2 separate regions of the Rattus norvegicus genome follow, and region 2 is linked to region 1. The links are chromatin contacts, called in public Hi-C maps. All regions are on one chromosome and are shown on one strand. The core of a region is the stretch at or near the end of the contact, and the rest is flanking DNA. Distances in the headings are between cores, read along the strand shown. Region 1 has its middle 390 kb from the start of Trnap-agg60. Region 2 has its middle 150 kb from the start of Smarca2.

Region 1 (3,565 bases), core at 740-3,239:
GTATGTGGGGGGTTGGGGGTGGCAATGAACCACCAGACAGAAGAATAAACTAGTAGGATAATAGTGATGTTCAGAACCCCGATAAAACTTATAATTGAGACTGGCAGGAATTTGGACTAGCTCTCAACCATCCGTCCTGGGGCATGTGACCACACACTCCACTAAGAGGACTACGGCAACCCATCACTTAGCATAGAGCCTAGAGTTCTCCATGCGAATGCGGTATCTAGATAGGTCCCAAGAGTTTAACCGATGAGCATCCCTTACTACAAAGGGTATTTAATCTCTGGTTCACCCTGAATAAGTCATATGTATCTTCATCTGCCATTAATAAAGCAGTTTGGACAAGCAAGGACTATCTCCTTCATCAAGAATCACAGGGCAGGGGGTAGGGTGGGGGCTTTTGTCACACAGAGCCACACCTAAATCTCCTGCTGAAGGCCCCTCTGTACTGCTGGCACTCCCCGTGAACTAACCCAGATCACCACCCTCACCCCCACCTCCATCCCTTGCACCAGGCAAAACACAGGCCTGAAGCCATTCTTAACTCCTTTCAGTTCCCAGTGGCATCTAGGTACCCTGAAGTTTGAGACCCTCAGCCTTCATCCCAACCCCTGCCTTTCCTCACCTGGAGAAACACAGGCTGGAACCCCTATCTTAGACTGTGTTTTGCCTCCCCTGAGCAGCATGTTGGTGTCCCATGAGTCTGACACCCCAACAGCCTAGCACCCTGCATTTCACCTCCCTGAGTGGTGCTCCAACACCCCAGTGGCGAAGCAGACATACAGAACCACAGAGATACACTAAACTTTGTAGTTTCTTAAACTACTGACTTGGTTTCCTATTTCCTGGCTTTTCAATCTTGTGAGTCTTGCTTTCTCTTTTCTGAAAAAATGAGTTGAAAAAATATTTATTGTGCTAAGTGTGCTTTGTGGGCTATAAATACAAGAATAAATGAGAGACATTCTCTGTTCTAACAGAGCATCCATCTAGAAAGACAGATAAGAAAGTTATAAAGCAAGTGTGATCTTGTTGTGAGGATATAGTAATAGAGGAAGCAGTGAATGATATTGATGAGTGTTTATTGTTTTAAACAAGTATCAGGAATGGCATTTCTGAAGGGCTAATGGTTGAGCAAAGAGAGACCTGAACTGAGGGATGAGGACAGTATTTCAGTGATACGATGTCCAACAGGAGGAAAGCAGGGTCAAGAACTTTAGGAAGAAGCATGGACTATAGGGAAGAGTGGCACCAATGGCTTTAGGAGAACAGCAAGAGAAAGATTTGGCATGACCCATAACAGGGAGTAAGGATCACACTGAGTGAGAGCTACTGTCCACTAAGAGTAGAGTCCAGACCACTGTGAGTAAAGACAAATGACTCAAAGACTTTGTACAGAGAATGATTTGGATGTAAGTCAAGTTTTAGTCATGATAGGCTAAGGCCAGTGGGGAAATTTCCATGTGTTGCTCTAGAGAGGATTTGAGGGTTGAGGGTAATGCAGGGCCTGTACCATATAGTTGTGCTTGTCAGAAGTTAGAGAACATCTAAGTTCAAGGAACTGGACAGAACGCTTAAGTGCAAAGAGTTGGGGTAGCAAATTAAGGATTAAGTCCTGGAGCACCCTAATTCTTAGAAGTTTTGACAGTGATGGATGTTTAGTGAAGAACACCAAGTCCATGTTTGCTAGTCCAGGAGATTAACATGCGTGTGTTGGAGTAGTTTTCAAACTCATAGAAAACATCCTCCCAGCTTGGAATAGTCAGACTTTTTATCAATTATTTATAATATAGGTCTATAAAGCCAATAAAGAAAACATCTTTAAGCTACTGATTTAGGAAGGAAGGTGTACTGAGGATGTTGGAATTCTACCACTGGCAGAAAACCCTTCTCAGTCTTAAGACTTTTTGAAAGTCAATTGCAAACTCAAAGGTCAATTGTTTGGCCCACACAGACAGTTTTAGTTTCCTTTCTAAACCTTAGTTCACATTCTTATCATTCTGGAAATTCTTGATTCCACTAAACCATGCTTCACTCTGCATTTCTCATACTTCCGGAGTCCAACAGGAGGAAAAGGTTAAGCATTTTGCTTTGGTAAGCCTGGCAGAGGAGGAAGGGAGTAGGAATTGGGTTAACAAAGGTTATGATCTGCATATGTCTCTTCCTAAAAGCCCTGATCTCCAATGTGATAGTATCAGAGTCCAGGCTTTGAAGAACTCATAGGATCTTGAGACTACAGTCCTTATGATATGATCAATGGTGCTTCCTCAAAAGGTAGAAGTGAGCTTGCTTCTTCTCTCTACCTCACTCTCATCTCCCAACAAACACATAAGGGAACAGAAAGCAGCTTCACCAGGTCAGCTGGCTTCTTGGTCCCAGACTTACCAGTCTCCAGAAGTAGGAGATATTCCTACTATTCAAGCCAACCGCATCTGTCTTACTATAGTAGCTGGAACTGACTACCACAGACAGGAGATGAAGATACAATTTCTGTCTAGCCAGAGGCCTAGCGGCGGCAGCAAATAAGGAAAACATGGTGGGGGGGGGGTGTGTTAAGAGTTCCAAAGGCCCACCTCGCTCTCCTGAGTCTTGCTTTGAAGCCATATTTCATGATGGAAATTGGCCAGTGTGCTGGTGAAGAGCAAACATATTTCATCCAAAGAGTTGAGTGTTTTTGCTTGAAATGAAGGTGCTATCACACTAGCAACGGGGACATAATGACTGTGACAATGAAGTAGAATAAAGCGTTTTCCCTACCTAAAGCACATGCTTTGGATAGCTTCTGACCTTGTTTCTTCATCCCAGGGTGGAGAACACACCTCGCTCTCGGGTCTGGAGTATAGGGAATGGGCCACCTGTGGCTAATTGCGTCTGAACTCACCTGTGCATGTGTTCAAAAGAAAAAAAGAATAAGCCCTAGGAAATTGTTTTTGGTTTCCATCAGGAGTATGTCTTTTCTCGCCTCTAAAAGCGAAGTTTAAGCATCTTTATTATTGTCAGAGACCTGTGCCCTAAGTCCTTTGATTCACATAATTTTCCTGGTTAAATCTTCTCCAAAATGTTCACTTAGCAGATATTTAGTGAACACCTACCAGGAATTGGATACTGAGTTTGGAACTGGCATAGAAGAAAGAAAACAGAGCAGAAAACCACTGCAGGTATAGAACATGCTTTATGCAGACAGAGAGAGAGAGAGAGAGAGAGAGAGAGAGAGAGAGAGAGAGAGAGAGAGAGAATGTAGACAAGAGATTCTCATCATAGCTAGAGTTAATAATGTGATAAAAGTAATCTGACAATCAAGGAAGTCATTTTAGGTTAGCTGATCGGAGGGAGGTGCGCACTCTGAAAGGTTAACATTTGAATTTATGGATGAGACTGAAACATCTGTATTAAGGACTTGGAGAAGAATTCTGATGCAAGGAAGAAATATGCAGGCTCAGAAAGGGAAACAGATTTGTATGGCCATAACAGGGAAAAGCATCTGTGAATCAGAGGGAGGGGAAAGAGAGAGGAAGGGAGAGGGAGAAAAAGGGAGGGAGAAAGAATGACAAAGCATGGATGATGG
Region 2 (3,565 bases), core at 655-3,154, 260 kb before region 1:
TGCAGGGATACCAGGAAGTAGAGGTAGTTAGTACCTCACAGTGAAAGAGGATGTGAGGGATTTAAAAAACCAAAACATGCCCAAGGGCTGGGAGAACTCTTATTGAAAAGCACCCAGGTTAAGCAGATCAACGGAGGTCACAGAGTGGCTAAAGAAAGCATCACTCCCCATTAGGCACATAAAACTCATTTCATCTCCTTGGGAAGGCAGGAGCTGGAGTCATTCACTTCCAGCTAATGAAAGGCTTAAGGTGAGCAAAGCGGAGGACAGTCACGCCTTGCATCTGACAGCTGTCTTCAGACCATCAAGGCAAATCCCAACGTTTCCTTCTTTGTTTGCCTTTTCCAAGAATAGGCTGCCAAACCCAGGCACCTGCAGCTTTCCTGTCGTTTCCCAAGCTGCTGACATTTTCTCCAGGTCAGAGACACTGCATGCAAATACCTGTCTATCTATTCACGCCTGCCACTCAGGCATCGAGGCAAAAAAAATCTGGACTCCATCCCTGCCTTCGGATAATTGCTTAGCAAACAGGACGCACATAATCCATTTTCATTATTAATACTCCAGTTAGGAGCCAGACTCTGTGTTTGGTTTCTCATAATGAGAGTGGCCTTACAATGGAGGTGATGCAATCTACCATTCAGCTCACAGCACTGTGAGGAGGCAAGAAAAAAACCCCCTCCTGTGGCAGATTTAGATTCTGGGCATTTCTGTTCCCGTCAAGCAGCAGGCTAGATGAGCCCACTATTGAAGAGTAAGACGTGCTGATTTTCTTGCCTGGGTGATTTTGTAAAAATGTCCTGCCTGCTCATTTGCTTATTGTTCCTAATCTCCACCCAGTAGCTCCTTCGAAGGCATCTGCCCCTTACCACTGCACACCCTGGGAGCAAAACTGCTGGCATGAGGTAGAGTTTGGAAATGATTGTCAAGCGGTGCTAATTCAGATGTAACCAGCACAACCCTGGTGGCTGGCTCAACCACGTAGCCGAAGCCTGGTTAGATTTTTAAAGGTTATTATTATTATTATTTTTTAATGTGCAAACTAGAGGTGCTTTCTGAAGAGAGTTGAAAGAGTTCTCGGTGGATTCACTTCTCCTCCACAACTTTCATTCCATCTCAGTGGAAAGTGGTTTGCTATTAAAAGGAGAGATAATCCATTATCACTATGAGTCCTGAACCGCCAGGGGGAAGCCCGCAGCTGGCTGGAAGGAAGGGCTGATAACTTGCATTTAAGGAAAAAAAATCAATTGCCAGTTGGTGTCTTGCCATTATTCAGAAATAAAGCATAAATGTGACCACGACGGGTGGAGGGACCGGGTCCCTGGGAGGCTTTGCAGTGGGATTTGAAGTCTTCCTATTTACCTCTGCATGATTAGTTTGAGCCTTGTTTGGATCCATGGTGACTGAGTTGGTTATTTTTATCAGGTTCTTTGGTGACAGGTGCCCAGGTTACAAGAAACAAATTGGCACTAATTGGACACTCCTGTTGGCATCTTGGCAGGACAGTGAATCAATGTCTTGATCTAGGAAGCTGTGCATTAACAGGAAGGGGAAACCTGCTTCTGGACATGGCCAAGGTGTTGGGCAGTTCCTGTTTATTGGGATTTGCTTGCTTTAAGAATAAAATGGATGCTAATCTTCATTGCTCTTCTAGCATTATGAGAACAAACACGTATCCTTGTTCTAGAGAGAATCCTGTAGTAATAGTATACTTATGAAATCCTTGTCACGCCATTTACCAGGATAATTGATATGGGATATGGCCCAGTGGCACCACAAGGGTGACCACATGCTTTCTCAGTGGGCAGGGTCATTGTAATTTTTTTCACCAGTGTGCTTGACATAGAAGGAGATGCAGAATAAACAATCATGAAGCAAGTACATATTTGTCGAATGATTAAATGAGTCCCCATCCTTGTGAGTGAGTCACCATCCTTTCGACTTGAATCTTCAACATGTAGAGTTAGACCAGATGTTAGCACTCATCTAAGCAAACCACCCTCATTGTTCAGATGAGAAGTACCGGCAGGATGTGACCGAGCCAAGAGCAGAATCCCTATTCTCTCTGTACCCCTTGTTGGCTATCTCAGTGTTTCTTCTCGGAAAGAGATTTCAGAACACAGGATGCTGTGCTAATGAACAGCACAACAGACCATGGAGAGAGAAACCTGGCTTCTATATTGGGAGTCTCTCCTGATTATGTGGCCTCCAGAAAATCACTTAATAATATTGGATTTCTGCTGTGCCTAGTCTATTTAAGGAGACCGACAAGTCGCCAGGCAATTATGATAACGAATGCTACCTTTGGCTAATAGGGGAAGAAAACCTGGAAGAAAAGGACAAAAATACTAGACCATGTGGGGGTAAATTATGTTCTAGTTATAAATAATCAGCATTTGAATGAGAACAGGGCAGGTTCCTAAGAAGGAGCTTGATTTAATAAGTCTTGAGGGCCCCCATGGCTATTTCTGAAGTGATTCACCCAGCATACTCTAACGGTCCACCAGGGGGGAGTAGAGGTCAATTTCTTCCGTACCAGAGGAGGTGGAGTGATTTGTGTTTTGTAATTAAGAGGAGGGAAGGTTGTGGTCAATGCAAATTAGAGGTGGCCTTGTCCTGTGGTGGCTTTTATATTGGTGGATTGTCACTGAGTACCAATGAAACCTGTAGTAATTTTCCAGAAGTAGAAGTCTAGAAAGGAGGAATGATAGTGGGATGGTTCCCTGCTTATAGATAAGTTGTGTATTCCAGTATCCACAGCAAATAACCCAGAAGCACTTAAAATTAAGCAGACTTTTAGGACAGCAAGTAGCCCAACTGAGGAAGCTGGTTTTTCTGGATCCAATTATTCCTGAATATCCATAAAGTGGACAGAAGAACAACAGAAGAAAATATAGTCTAAGCAGTTGATCGGGAAAAAAAATGCAAGCAGGTTCTTTGGGAAGCTTCAAGAGAAGACTCTAGTTTCGTCTACCTGGAACTCTGGAGGAGTACATAATGTTCAAAGATGAATATTTTAATCTGTGCAAGAGAGTAACTCTAATCCTAGCTTGGCAAAGCTGTCTTCCCATTTTAGGATATTAGAAAAGGTCATACAGGATTCTACTAGATTTGGCTAATTACACATACAATGAAGAAGGCTAATGGGTCTCTAGCATCTCATTGCATTCTGGGTAAGAAGCCCATCTTAGCACAATGTCGTGGGCCAATCATTATTGCAGGTTGTGACTATCAAGTAGCTGTGCCATTGAGGAGTGGCTTTGAAGTAACAGAAGACCATTTTGTTGTGTTCAGCGGAAAGAGAGAGGGAGATGATTGCCTGTGTGTGAACCCAGTTACTGCTATTGAGCCAGCACTTACATAAGTGCTTTCATGGGCCAGGCACTGCATCTATATGAACTCACTCAGTTCTAAAAATTGGATTGGATTTTTACATTTAAAAAAATATTTCTATTTTATAGATGAAGAAACTGAGGCACAAAGTGACCAAATAATTTGCCTAAGGCCACACAACATATAAACAGTTCAGATTCCAGCTCGGTTGAGCTCTTGTGCATTGTGGCAC

What was found. Hi-C and Micro-C count contacts between places; a contact is called where the count stands out from the background.
Region 2: a contact with region 1 is called in a Hi-C map of the A7r5 cell line, with 5 times the contacts expected there. The contact joins two enhancer-like sites. A contact is called at or near these places in 4 of 12 Hi-C or Micro-C datasets (the A7r5 cell line, hepatocytes, kidney and 1 more).

What each region holds. Positions count from the first base shown.
Region 1 is chr1:233,203,530-233,207,094 of GRCr8, reverse strand. No RefSeq gene overlaps it. Among named protein-coding and RNA genes, the nearest start is that of Trnap-agg60, 390 kb to the right of the region's middle. Within about 2 kb of position 1,989, at least 3 of the 93 cell types and tissues checked have an H3K27ac peak or open chromatin away from gene starts, as enhancers often do. A contact at or near this core is called in the A7r5 cell line, where this site is marked.
Region 2 is chr1:233,468,445-233,472,009 of GRCr8, reverse strand. No RefSeq gene overlaps it. Among named protein-coding and RNA genes, the nearest start is that of Smarca2, 150 kb to the left of the region's middle. Within about 2 kb of position 1,904, at least 7 of the 93 cell types and tissues checked have an H3K27ac peak or open chromatin away from gene starts, as enhancers often do. A contact at or near this core is called in the A7r5 cell line, where this site is marked.